Linked DNA regions of Mus musculus: region 2 is linked to region 1. Evidence: chromatin contacts called from public promoter capture Hi-C data. All regions are on one chromosome and are shown on one strand. The core of a region is the stretch at or near the end of the contact, and the rest is flanking DNA. Distances in the headings are between cores, read along the strand shown.

Region 1 (5,710 bases), core at 2,092-4,591:
TTCGCCTCCTTCACAGGTCTCTGAAGTTCAACCTAGTGTTTGTCTTTGGTACTCTCCATCTGTTCCCATCAATTGCTTGATGAAGTCTCAAGTAATTGTTAGACCTAGGTAATAATTTATTAACTCTAAATATCCCCCATAACTGTTACTTGTTTGCAAGCATAACCATATTAGTATAGATCACATATTTATGCCTAAAATTTTTGGAAGAGGCTTTTCCGTGCCAGGTACTGCTGGTCAAGCTGGTAGTGGGTCTGAGCTCTGGGGACAAGATGGTTACAATTATTTGCATATTCCATGAATGTCCTCCCCTTTTGTGGACTCTAAGGAACTTCCCAGGAGGCTTTTAAGTAGAGGAAGAACTTAGGGTTTTAAGAGGTAAGAAAGACAGTTCTCGATATTGTCACATCTGGAAAGGACACTGGTACATTCCAATTTCTGCCATCCTTTCCCAGGGACAGAGGTCCCAAGAAGGCTACTCCACAATTCTTATGAAAATAATTTGTGTAACTATGCTAGATCTGCTTCAGTTCTGAGCTAATTCTAGCCATTGGCCTGTGTGAATCACAGAGAAGATTCACTGATGTAAATTAGAATCAATGATAGTTAAGTCTACAGGTAACATTATTTATAGTAGACTAAAAGGTAGAATTAAGAATAAAAAAGTACTCCCTATTTATAGTCTGGAGACTATAGGCCCTAGAGATGGATGACAGGGGACTGCTGTTGTTACTTTTGCTAAATAGCAATGCTGTTGAACTCTCTTCTGAATATTTGTTTTTATACAAATAGATATGTGCTGCTGTCAGCCTTGGTGAAATAAGTCTTTCTGCAGTAGGCACTAGTCAGTACAGATTTATAACAATTCAAAACACAGAGAACAAGCATGAATGTTCAGGCCTAAATGGAACCTTTACACGACCTTCTCCTCCAAGCCTCAGGGAACATCAAGGAAGACAGGGTGGAAAGAATGTAAGAACAGGAGGATGGGGAGGAGTACTTTGAAATGTTTTCTTCTGGGCATAGCATTACCACTGCACTTGCATATTCACAGTAGATAAGGTTATTTGCACATACCTGAGAAAAGATTAAACTAGTCAAAATCTAGCATAGGGGTGGTGGTCCAGTCACAAAACCTAGCTCTGAGGAGCAATTAACAGTTGATGGCTACTGGCGGAAGAAGGGTCAATTTTCCCTAGAACGTGTCACCATTGGTGGGTTTCTTTGCCAAGTAGATGGCTAAAAACCCATTTACACTTCCATGTGAGCAATACTAAATGTACTCAGTGAGATATCTTAAACAAAGAAGGCATAAAGTTGGGAGGGGCACACATTGTAGGATGTACAAAGAGAGTTGGAGGGAGGGCATAGACATCAAAATAAATTGTATACATGTATAGAATTCTAATAGAATAAACATAAGTATTGTTACAAATCTTTTAATATGAAAAAGGACAGAACAAATCTCTTCTAAAAATTTAAGAGGGGACTGAAGAGAAAGTTTAAGAGTGCTTGCTACTCCTGTCAAAGAATCAAGTTTTAATGCATGCATACACAAAGGCAAACCATCAGATAAAATGGATAAAATAAAATATCTTGGCCCCTTGGTCTTGCAAACTTTATATGCCCCAGTACAGGGGAACACCAGGGCCAAGAAGTGGGAGTGGGTGGGTAGGGGAGCAGGGCAGGGGGTAGAGTATAGGAGACTTTCGGGATAGCATTTGAAATGTAAATGAAGAAAATATCTAATAAAAATATTTTAAAAATGAAATTCTCTCTCTCTCTCTCTCTCTCTCTCTCTCTCTCTCTCTCTCTCTCTCTCTCTCTCTCTCTCTCTCCCCCCCTCTCTCTCCCCATACCCCCCACTCCAAAAGTTAGGAGAGGAACTAATCTCCCTCCCCACCTCCTTTCATCTCTCTTACTGTTATATATGGGCAAGACAATGGCACACTGATACTTTCTGCCTTACTCTTTTAATGACAATACTCACAGAGAGTCCAAGAGAGTCATCTAGATTAGGTAAGGATGGCCTACACTTGTGATAGAATTTGCAACTATGTTTAACAGGCAGATTCATAAATATGTAGATGACAGATAGATGATAGATAGATAGATAGATAGATAGATAGATAGATAGATAGATAGACAAACCAACAGACTGACAGACTGAGAGCTAGATGACAGAATGTAGTCCTGTGATTTGCTTAACTCCTGTTACTTTCTGAGCCTTAGTAGCTTGAATGAAATATTTTTACACATCTCTTAGGATATAGTTTCAGCCAAATTTTATCATCAAATATGAACCATATTTAGACTAATCTTAATTTAACAAGTCTATGTGGTGTTCTTCTAAAAATTATAATTTTTAATTATAATATGATTACAGCATTTCTCCATTTCTCTTTTCTCCCTCCAACCCCTTTCATGTACCCTGCCTTGTGTTCTCTTTCAAATTCATGGTTTCTTCATTTCATCCGGTATTGTTACATACATAAGTAATATTATACAGACTGAAAAGGTTATATTTATATATTTAGAGATACACACAGTGACCCCCTTTTCAAACGATATTCTCACAAAAGGTGGGATGGGATAGGGAGTTTGGGGGGGGATTGGTAAAGGGAATAACATTTGAAATGCAAATAAAGAAATTATCCAATTTAAAAAAAAAACAATAATCTACGAGTGTCTAGTAGCCTTGGCTAATGTTGATGCTCCATGAAACTGTTATGTTCAGCAGGAATAAACCAATTCCTAATCCAGGGAATCTCCAGAAGTCAGAAGGTTCTTGTGTCTTCTCCAACCTAATCATGCTGCGCATAGGAGTTTCTATCTGTATGTCCTCTTATATCCAATTTCTATACCTTCAAAAAAACCAGGTCTTAGCACTTCAGTCCAGTTTTCACTACGGCATCCTTTGTGCTACATACTGTTTGATCAGTTGCTTGTGTTCCCTCAGACAGGACTATAATGCACATCTTTCAACCTTGGCAAAGAACCATAATCAAAATGACTGATATACTCACAAGAAAATAATTTTATTTCTTGTTCCATTAACTTGAACACACATGTTAAAGCAGCTTTAGTTTCTTCAATAAATTGTTTCTGGAAACAAATCCCAAGAATCCTAGATCTGAACTCATAGGACAGCTCAGGTCCCATTGAATCACTAAAGGTAAGTTATCACTTGGTGCTGGTGCGCGCTCATTCTAGAGCCAGACTACATTTCCCACAATCCATCGGAGCCGATATGGCGCCCGGTATTATCTAAACTACAAAGCCCACAAACCTCAGAGCCCGCCGGTTGAGTACGTTTCAGGAAGTTCCTGTTGTAACTCCCATCTTCCCTTTCGGTCTTCGCGCTCTGCCGAGCAAGGTCGTGTAGAAAGGGGAGTTAGGTGGTACGGCCATTTCTTCCGCCTTCCGTGTCTGCGGCCCTCGCAGAACTTCCAGCAGCGACATGTTGGGCCAGAGTATCCGGAGGTTCACGACCTCCGTGGTCCGTCGCAGCCACTATGAGGAGGGTCCGGGGAAGGTGAGTGAGGCTCGGCTGCCTAGGGGCAAGGTGACGCTCGGCGGCCGGCCTGGAGCGTGTGGGGAGGGAAGTGACTGTCCAGGAGCTCGGGGAGACACTCAGGCCCCTCAGTCCACACCCCGGGGAGAACTGGGAAGCACGGCGCCTAGCCGCTGCCTCCACGCCGCCTGTCAGCCGCAGAGCGAGGCCTGGAAGGTTCGGTGGGAGCTGGGCGGCGTCGGAGATTGAAGGTCATTGGAAACAAAAGAAGAGGGCCTGTGGCTGGTTATTAGCGCTTTAAACCAGCAAGCCACGTTTGAAGCGGCGATCCTCGGTTAGGCCCGGTTTAGCCCCCAGTGTAAGTAAACGGAGTACTTAGTGGTGACTGCCCCGGAATTGTTAGGTGAAGCCTGGTAAAGGGAAGAGAGAGGATGTGGAATAGGAAAAAGAGAAAATTGTACTGTGATTGATACTGAAAATTCGAATAACAACGGACGAGAATGATGTGTTTGTTTCTAAAAGTTACTACTTCGGAGAGTAATTTTTTTTTCAAATATTAAAACCAAAAAGACCCTTACACTTAATAGGGCCTACCAACTGGTATTCAGAAAACCTGCGTGTTAAATTAAAATGAAAATGTTCTGTCGAATGCAGCTGATTATAAAATACGTGGTTGCTCCCGACCCTTTTATTAGAGCAAGTTCAGATGCTTTGAACGAATGTTTTTTGCCGTGTTCTCTCTTTCTCAACAGAATTTGCCATTTTCAGTGGAAAACAAGTGGCGGTTGCTGGCTATGATGACCGTGTACTTTGGATCTGGGTTTGCCGCACCTTTCTTTATAGTAAGACACCAGCTACTTAAAAAATAAGGATATTTAATTCATCCCTTTAACAGGTAATTAGTAAGCTTCTAATTTTCCTAAAACAGTAATTTCTGTTCTATACCCTATACACTCTTCCACAACATGCAAGTAGATAGTTGTCTCCAGATTCCTTAAGGTTAAGTGTAAATGTCATATTGGTAGAGGCAATTTGGAAAACCTATTAAAAAAATAAAGTATTGATCAGTAAAGGTCAGTATTTTACAAGTACTCCTTGACCCCAATAATCTGAATATATATTATGCAACACACCTCTAAGATAAGTAGTATTAAAACCCCATTGAAGACACAGAGATAATTGATTGAGTTTCAATAGCTAGTAGCACTAGTGTAGGGTTCCTACAGAGGATAATCTTGTTCTATGAATCACACTTCATAAATCAGTGTTGTGTCTTCTACAGAAATAATTGAATCTTCAGCGACAAAAGTGCACTAAGGATAGCCAACCTTTGACATTACCAAATGGTATTGACATCTACAAAGTTGATGGGAAAGAAACCCTGAAATGTTCCAGTGTTCTTTTCATTTCTACCACTCCTAGTTATCTATTTTATGGTATTAAAGTTGGTATATCAGTTGGTCTGCTGAGGTTGAAAAACTTAATAAGTTTCTCCATAGACATGTTGCATAGTGGTAGCCTAGATCCCTTCATATACATATGTGTTTATTTAGCATAATTCATGAAAATTTTGGTACATGTGATGAAGCAAATCAGTATGAATAAAATGATACTGTAAACGCTTTCTGATGTATCATCAAATTGATAGATGATATGAAATTGCTGTAACTTGTAAAGTCGGGCTTCTAATGCCATTTTGTTTTTATTTTGCAGAATGAAGAAAGTTTAAGAGATGATCTGAAAATTGGATTAAACTCTTGAACTCTTATACTAGAAAAAATTGTAAATAAACTAATGACATAAAGATTCAATGCCTCGTCTCTGCAATAAGGAATGTGATAGTTATTACTTTTGTTTGATGAGAACTATATATGAGAGTTGGGGTGACGGGTCAGTGCATGACATGCTTTCAGGACCTGCTTATAAGGCCTGCTTTGATATCCTTGAGTACCCTGATCAAGAGCTGGCAAGCAAAATAGCCTGCTTTTGATCCCAACACCCAAGAGGCATAAAATCTCTGGTCAAGCTGGTTTGCTAAGCTAACTAGGATTAACACTGAACTCTGGGTTCAACAAAAGACTTTGCTTTAGAAGGCAGTAGAGGAAGATACCTGAGGTAACGTTGGATTTCTATTTGCAAGCTCACACATGTCCCAAATGAGAATGCATATGCATAAAACACAGTTGCATATGATTT
Region 2 (5,710 bases), core at 2,012-4,511, 2.8 Mb before region 1:
CAAATGCCAATGATTCATAGCATTTAGGGCCCATCCAGACATTTTTAGATAATACCGTTTGCTTAAAGACTCCAGGCACAAACTGCAGGCATGGGGACAGATTGCATAAGATGTCACGTGTTTGCTGCAACTGTATGCATGTTATTGGATTTTTTTAAAGCAATACACAATGATGAATAATTTAAGAGTTAATAAAATATTCAATCTGACTGATCCATTGGTTTAATTTTAAAATAAAGACAGCCAATAAGTGGGCTTACCTATCGTTATCCAATTCCAGGCATGAGTGCCTGTAAATTGGGGTCCACACAAAGGAAAACACTAATTTCTCTTCGACATTTGATAAATCAAAGATACACGATGGGGGAGGGGTATGAAAAAAAGCAGAGTAAAATTCTATGTTAACACCAGTTTCAGTAAGTTTCCCAAAGTTTAATTGTTTGAACTATCAAGCAAACTCGGATCTGCTTTCTGCAGAGGTCCGGGAGGAGAAAATTAGAGAGGCACAAGTTTAACAGAAAAAAAAAAAAAAAAAAAAAAAAAAAAAAAAAAAAAAAAAAAAAAAAAAAAAGCTTATGCAAATCGGTCCGTTTCTTTCTCAGAAGCTGCCGCCCTCCACCCGCAGGGTGGCTTACAAAGGATCAGTCTGAAGGATGGAGGGGGTAGGCTTCCCGAGCTTTGTCTCTAGCAGCACACTGGAAAGCCCTGGCAACATCGCTATCGTCCACTTGACTGGTGGCAAAGATGCCTCGGCGTGGGCATCATTAAGAGCTCAGAGCAGCTGCAATTTTTTTTTTTTTTCCTTCCCAAACTCTAGCTAGGAGAAGTCTTCTGGCAAGCTCAGTCACTCAATAGGTCCTCTAGCTTTCCAGTCACCATTGGTAAGGGTCACTTAGTGGCAGAGGAGTTGCCTAGTAGGTGCTTGTGAGTGCACCCACGAGCGCGTGTGTGTGTGTGTGTGTGTGTGTGTGTGTTTGTGTGTGTGCGTGTGCGTGCGCGCGCGCTCGCGAGTGTATGTGTGTGTTCCTATTTGGGGTGGGAACAGAGGCGGGGATAGGAGGAGAGGGGAGTGCCTGTGGTTCTTACAGTTCCCTACCAGCTAAGGCATCAAAGTGCAGAGGGAATTCAGACAAGAAATTTAAAAAAAAAAAAAAAAAAAAAAAAAAAACCAGGAAATATCAGCTTTGGAAGCCTGTTCTTTCCTTACCACTGGAGTCTAGGCGACCCACTCCGAAAACATTTCCATATGCTAACCTTCACTGGAGTGGCTGCCTCAGCGAGGCAACTATCAGAGCAGGTTTGGAATAGATCCCACACACCTACACCCCTGGAAAAACAGTCACATCCTGGGGAGCTGAGAAGACCAGAACTACCCACCACTTGAGTCCCAAAGAGATTGGCATCTGGCTGCAACACAGGTTTCTGAAGGATAGTCCCCAACAGTCCATCCCTCCGAAGCGCATACATAGGTAGTGCATAGGTGTAGCGTAGAGTATCCATGCAATGCCTAGTCTAATCTCAAATGGATTCGAGTCAAAGCATTTTTTTTTAATTCCAAATACTTCTAGAGCCACAACGTTTCAAATCCTTGTAGCTTATCAGCTCTCTACTTACTGCTATCTGTGGAGGATTCTAGTAAATCTCTCTCAGAAGGGCCTTCTGTACTCACAAACGCAGAAAGGGCACAGCCACCCAATATCTGGAAACCCCTTCTCTCTCTTTGGCTTCCTGGCTCCAATTCAGTACCCGCTGATATGCAGACAAAGGTTTCTGACCAGGTTTTATATTGACAAAGCCTAATCTCTCAAAAGGACCTGAAAGTCACCTAAACAACTCACCCGGAGACTCACTGATTTTAAAATTTTAGGTTTTGTTTTGTATGCTAGTTTCCTATTTACATGCAAACCATGAAAGGCACAGGTAGACAAATCTGAACAACTTTTTGGCTCCTGGGCCAGGGACGCATGAAGGTTGGTTTGCACATCACAGCCATCTATTACCAAGAGTTAAGGTCTTACCCAGAGGGAGTACAAAATAATGCTCAAGCCCCCTGGGGTTGGAGGAGAAGAGAGTTGTTTGAGCTGTTGTAATTGAAGTCACGCGCCCAAGAGGAGGGTTGGGGAGAAAGCTAGCGACTTAGTAGACCTCTCTCTTTCTCATTGGCAGTATGAACTCTCAATATCGGGTCCAGGTTGACAGACCCCTTAGCCCCCACCCCCACCCCCACCCCTGTCCCTGCACCAGAGCACTGCATCCAGCTTACCGCCCGGTGGTTATCCAGGCTATTCTAGCACCTACTAGATGATGGCCCAGCACACTTAGCTCTGTCAGGTCTCTATCACAACCTCACAACCCTGTCCGCTGTCATCGGCCAAGAACATTGATATTTGCTAGTCAGGGGTCGCGCAGGGAATCACTAGCAAAAAAAAAGCCTAGGAAGACAACCCCTTCACACCCCCTCAATCTTCTTATTTTCTAGATCGCACCCTCTTCCCAGGCTCAGCCTGGGGCACTCCACACGGACTTTGCTAGCACTTTGGCAGGGTATCCAGGGAGCATCGCCTCTTTCGTAGCGCTCCTCACGCCGTGCACGCACTGAGGACCCACTGTGGCCCCTTGAGCGGCATTTCCAAAGGTGCTCCCCGCCCGTCCCTCATCCAGGGACCCCTGCCCAGCCACCTCACCTTTGCCGAACTGGGGCACCCCGAGGCTGAGTCCAACCAAAAGCCAGGCTGCTACCAAGTGCTTCATGATCCCTTCTCACGGACGTGACCTGGGCTGGTCCGGGGTCGTAGCGGAGGGCACAGTAGGCGAGGCGGCCCTGCAGGACAGCAGTAAACCCCGCCCTGTCAGAGATTCAAGAGGACGTCTTTCCTCCCGCAGCGCTTCCTCAAATTCTTGGGAAGGGCGATAAAAGAGTGGTGGCCCTAGAGAAAGGGTGATTCACCCCTCACTCCAGCTTCGCCTGAGCTGGGGTGCGCGGAGGTGGGTGCGCTTGAGAGAGGCTGGGGCTGCGAGTGGGTCCTAGCAGAGGCACAGCGGGCGGAGCGCGGGCTCCTTGGGTTCCTGGCTCCCCGATTTCCGTGCGCGCACCGCAGGCGAAGCGGCCAGCAGTGACTACGGCTCACGCTGCTGCCGCGGCGGCTGCGGGGGCTTCTGACTTGGAGAACAATGAAGCGAGAGCTGGAGGGGAGCGAGCCTGAGGCCAGGAGCGCACTGTGTACAAACAGTGGCGGCGCGCGTGTGAGACTGAGCCTAGCTGGCTTTGGGCGCCCCCGGCGGCCCGCCCCCCTACCCTCCCTCTTCTTATTGCCTTCTCCAATCTCTCTCTCTCTCTCTCTCTCTCTCTCTCTCTCTCTCTCTCTCTCTCTCTCTCTCTCTCTCTCTCTCTCTCCCTCCTTCCCTCTCTCTTCCTCTCCCCCCCATTCTCTCTCTCTCCCCCAGCTTTGGAAGGTGGCTCCTTCTGCTGGAAGAGAAAGGGAGGCAGCCGCAGCCACACCCTGACTGATACCTGCCACTATCTGCTAAGTTCCACATCTTCTCCACCTAAGATGCAAACTCTAAGGTTAAGGGAATACGATAGATGTCCGAAAGTGTTGGTTCCAGGTTTGGTTTTATGGTTAAGTGTACAAAAGAGTCCACTGAACTTCAGGACTGCCAGGAAAGGAAGTTAAGAGATTTCACAAAGTGGCTCTAGGAGCCTCAAGCTTGGTGAGACCCAAGACTGCTAAAAGAAGTCTCAGTTTCTCAGGAGTCACGATTTAGTCAGGAGCCAGACAGGCAAGACAGGCTGCTGCTCTGTTGTTCTGCCTGCAAATCAGTTTGCTCAGGGCTGAAGAGAAAGGTTGTGGGCTCATCTGCTCTCAGTGGAGAAAGGGCATAAGCAAGTGGGAGGCATGTAAGCAGGACATCTGTTTCACATGAAGGAAGTCATAGAAAAACAGAGGAAAGAGCAGATTCTTGACACATCACTCAGGTGGATCAAATTTCGCTGTTCTTCACCAAAACTAAAATAAATGGGCTTATTTTGCACTGAAAGTGATTGAACTGAAAATAAAGCCTCTGGCTTACAATTGTACTTTCTCCCCTGTTTTTCAGTTAGAATGATTGCTTACTGTAGATTCAATTCCTGTGGTACCAAGTACCAAAATGAAACAGGGTTCTCTGCCCTCCCCGAGTCACCATTAGGAAGGGAGATAGGAGGATATAAACACATGCGTAGAGAAACTGAAGAAATGAAGAAAATTGTCACTCTCAGGATTAGATGCTGAAAGGAGACAACCATGAAACTTCTTTATTTCTTCCTCAAGTCCTTGGAACCTCATCTTGTACCATCTCTCTGTCTGGAGTGATATCAAGGGTGGGAGGACATGCAAACCAATTGAGAAATAAAACCAAATGAGGGCAAGAGAGAGAAGTAATGTGTAATATGGGCAAAACACCAACCACAATAAAACATGTTTCCCATGCTGAGTGAGAGGGTGACAATACATGTTTAAAAAACTAACCAGAGCTCCCAGGGATTAAACCATCAACCAAAGAATACACATGGAGGGACCCATGACTCCAGCCATATATGTGGCAGAGAAGGGCCTTGTTAGGTATCAATGCGAGGAGAAGCCCTTGGTCCTGTGAAAGCTCAATGCCCCCAGTGTAGGGGAATGCTAGAATGGTGAGGCAGGAGTTGGTGGGTGGTTGGGTGGGGGAGCCAGAAGGGCTGGGGGACCGAATATGGGGTTTTCAGGAAGGAAACTGGGAAGGGAGATAACATTTGAAATGTAAAGAAATAAAATAACAACAACAAAAAACAACCAAAAAAAAAAAAAAAAAAGGAAAAAAATTGTCTTGTCAAGGAAAGGAAGAGTCACTTCCTTGTAGTACTTTCTGTTTAAACCCAGCCCTTTTGGTTAAGGAGAGTATTGTTTAGAGTTGTAAGTCCATTCTAGTCAATTACCAATGCTGCTTCCTTGTATGTCACTTCAGTTTAACTCTGAATGTGCACTCCTGCTGTGATATGTGTTTTCCAAAGACCGTCTCCAACTTGGAAAATGACAAGTTATCTTTCAGGGATCCCTTCCAAAGGATTCTGGCAAATCCTAAAGTGCAGGACCTCAGCCTGTACTGTATGATGAGCTAGACAACAGGAGACGATAGGATAAACATTGTGTTTGCTTTATTTTATTTACAATTTCCACTTTACCAATAATATGTAATACTAAGAAGCATGTCAAAATGTTAACTTTTTGTCAAAATCTAGACTATTAGACATTTCCTTTTTACAAAAATGGGTTCCTTGTTCATTTGCTTTGCTTTTTAAATACTCCGATAGACATAAAGCCACATCAAAATACATAATCTATGTCCAAACAACTGAGGTGAGGACTATAAAGGACACTCTTTATGAAGTGTTGTATCACCTTTGAAAGGTGTTGCCAATTTTGTAGCTCTGTACAAAATTCTTATTTTCTATCCAAAGATGGTATAAAGCTTAAACACAACAGTGCCTGCCTGATATCACTTCTTCCTTCCTGCTTATTTATACTGGACATCTACAAATAAGCCTTACCATCAATTACATTTGTAGAGTTCATTTCACTGTTGGTACACTTAGACAAGGCTGTGTACATATATACAGCCCTTTCCCACATGGAATATAGAAAATGTCTGAAAAACAAAGAAAGGGTAAAAGGACAAAATGCTGCTATGAATT

What was found. Promoter capture Hi-C pulls out the DNA fragments that hold promoters and counts their contacts.
Region 2: a contact with region 1 is called in a promoter capture Hi-C map of hippocampal neurons, with 13 times the contacts expected there. The contact joins the promoter of Edil3 here to the promoter of Cox7c in region 1. A contact is called at or near these places in 7 of 39 promoter capture datasets (the 3T3-L1 cell line, the C10 cell line, cranial neural crest and 3 more) and 4 of 115 datasets of contacts at active chromatin or transcription factors (astrocytes, embryonic forebrain, embryonic midbrain and 1 more).

What each region holds. Positions count from the first base shown.
Region 1 is chr13:86,044,426-86,050,135 of GRCm38.p6, reverse strand. Cox7c (cytochrome c oxidase subunit 7C) reads left to right here and starts at 3,341. Exons shown (of 3, transcript NM_007749.3): 1 at 3,341-3,535; 2 at 4,267-4,409; 3 at 5,228-5,338. The coding sequence starts at 3,461. The coding sequence ends at 4,383. It overlaps Gm22574 (a small nucleolar RNA gene), which reads left to right and starts at 5,088; the gene lies at 5,088-5,147.
Region 2 is chr13:88,819,023-88,824,732 of GRCm38.p6, reverse strand. It overlaps Edil3 (EGF-like repeats and discoidin I-like domains 3), which reads right to left and starts at 3,261. Exons shown (of 11, transcript NM_001037987.3): 1 at 2,685-3,261. The coding sequence starts at 2,751. It overlaps Gm38504 (a long non-coding RNA gene), which reads right to left and starts at 509. Exons shown (of 2, transcript XR_382711.3): 1 at 261-509.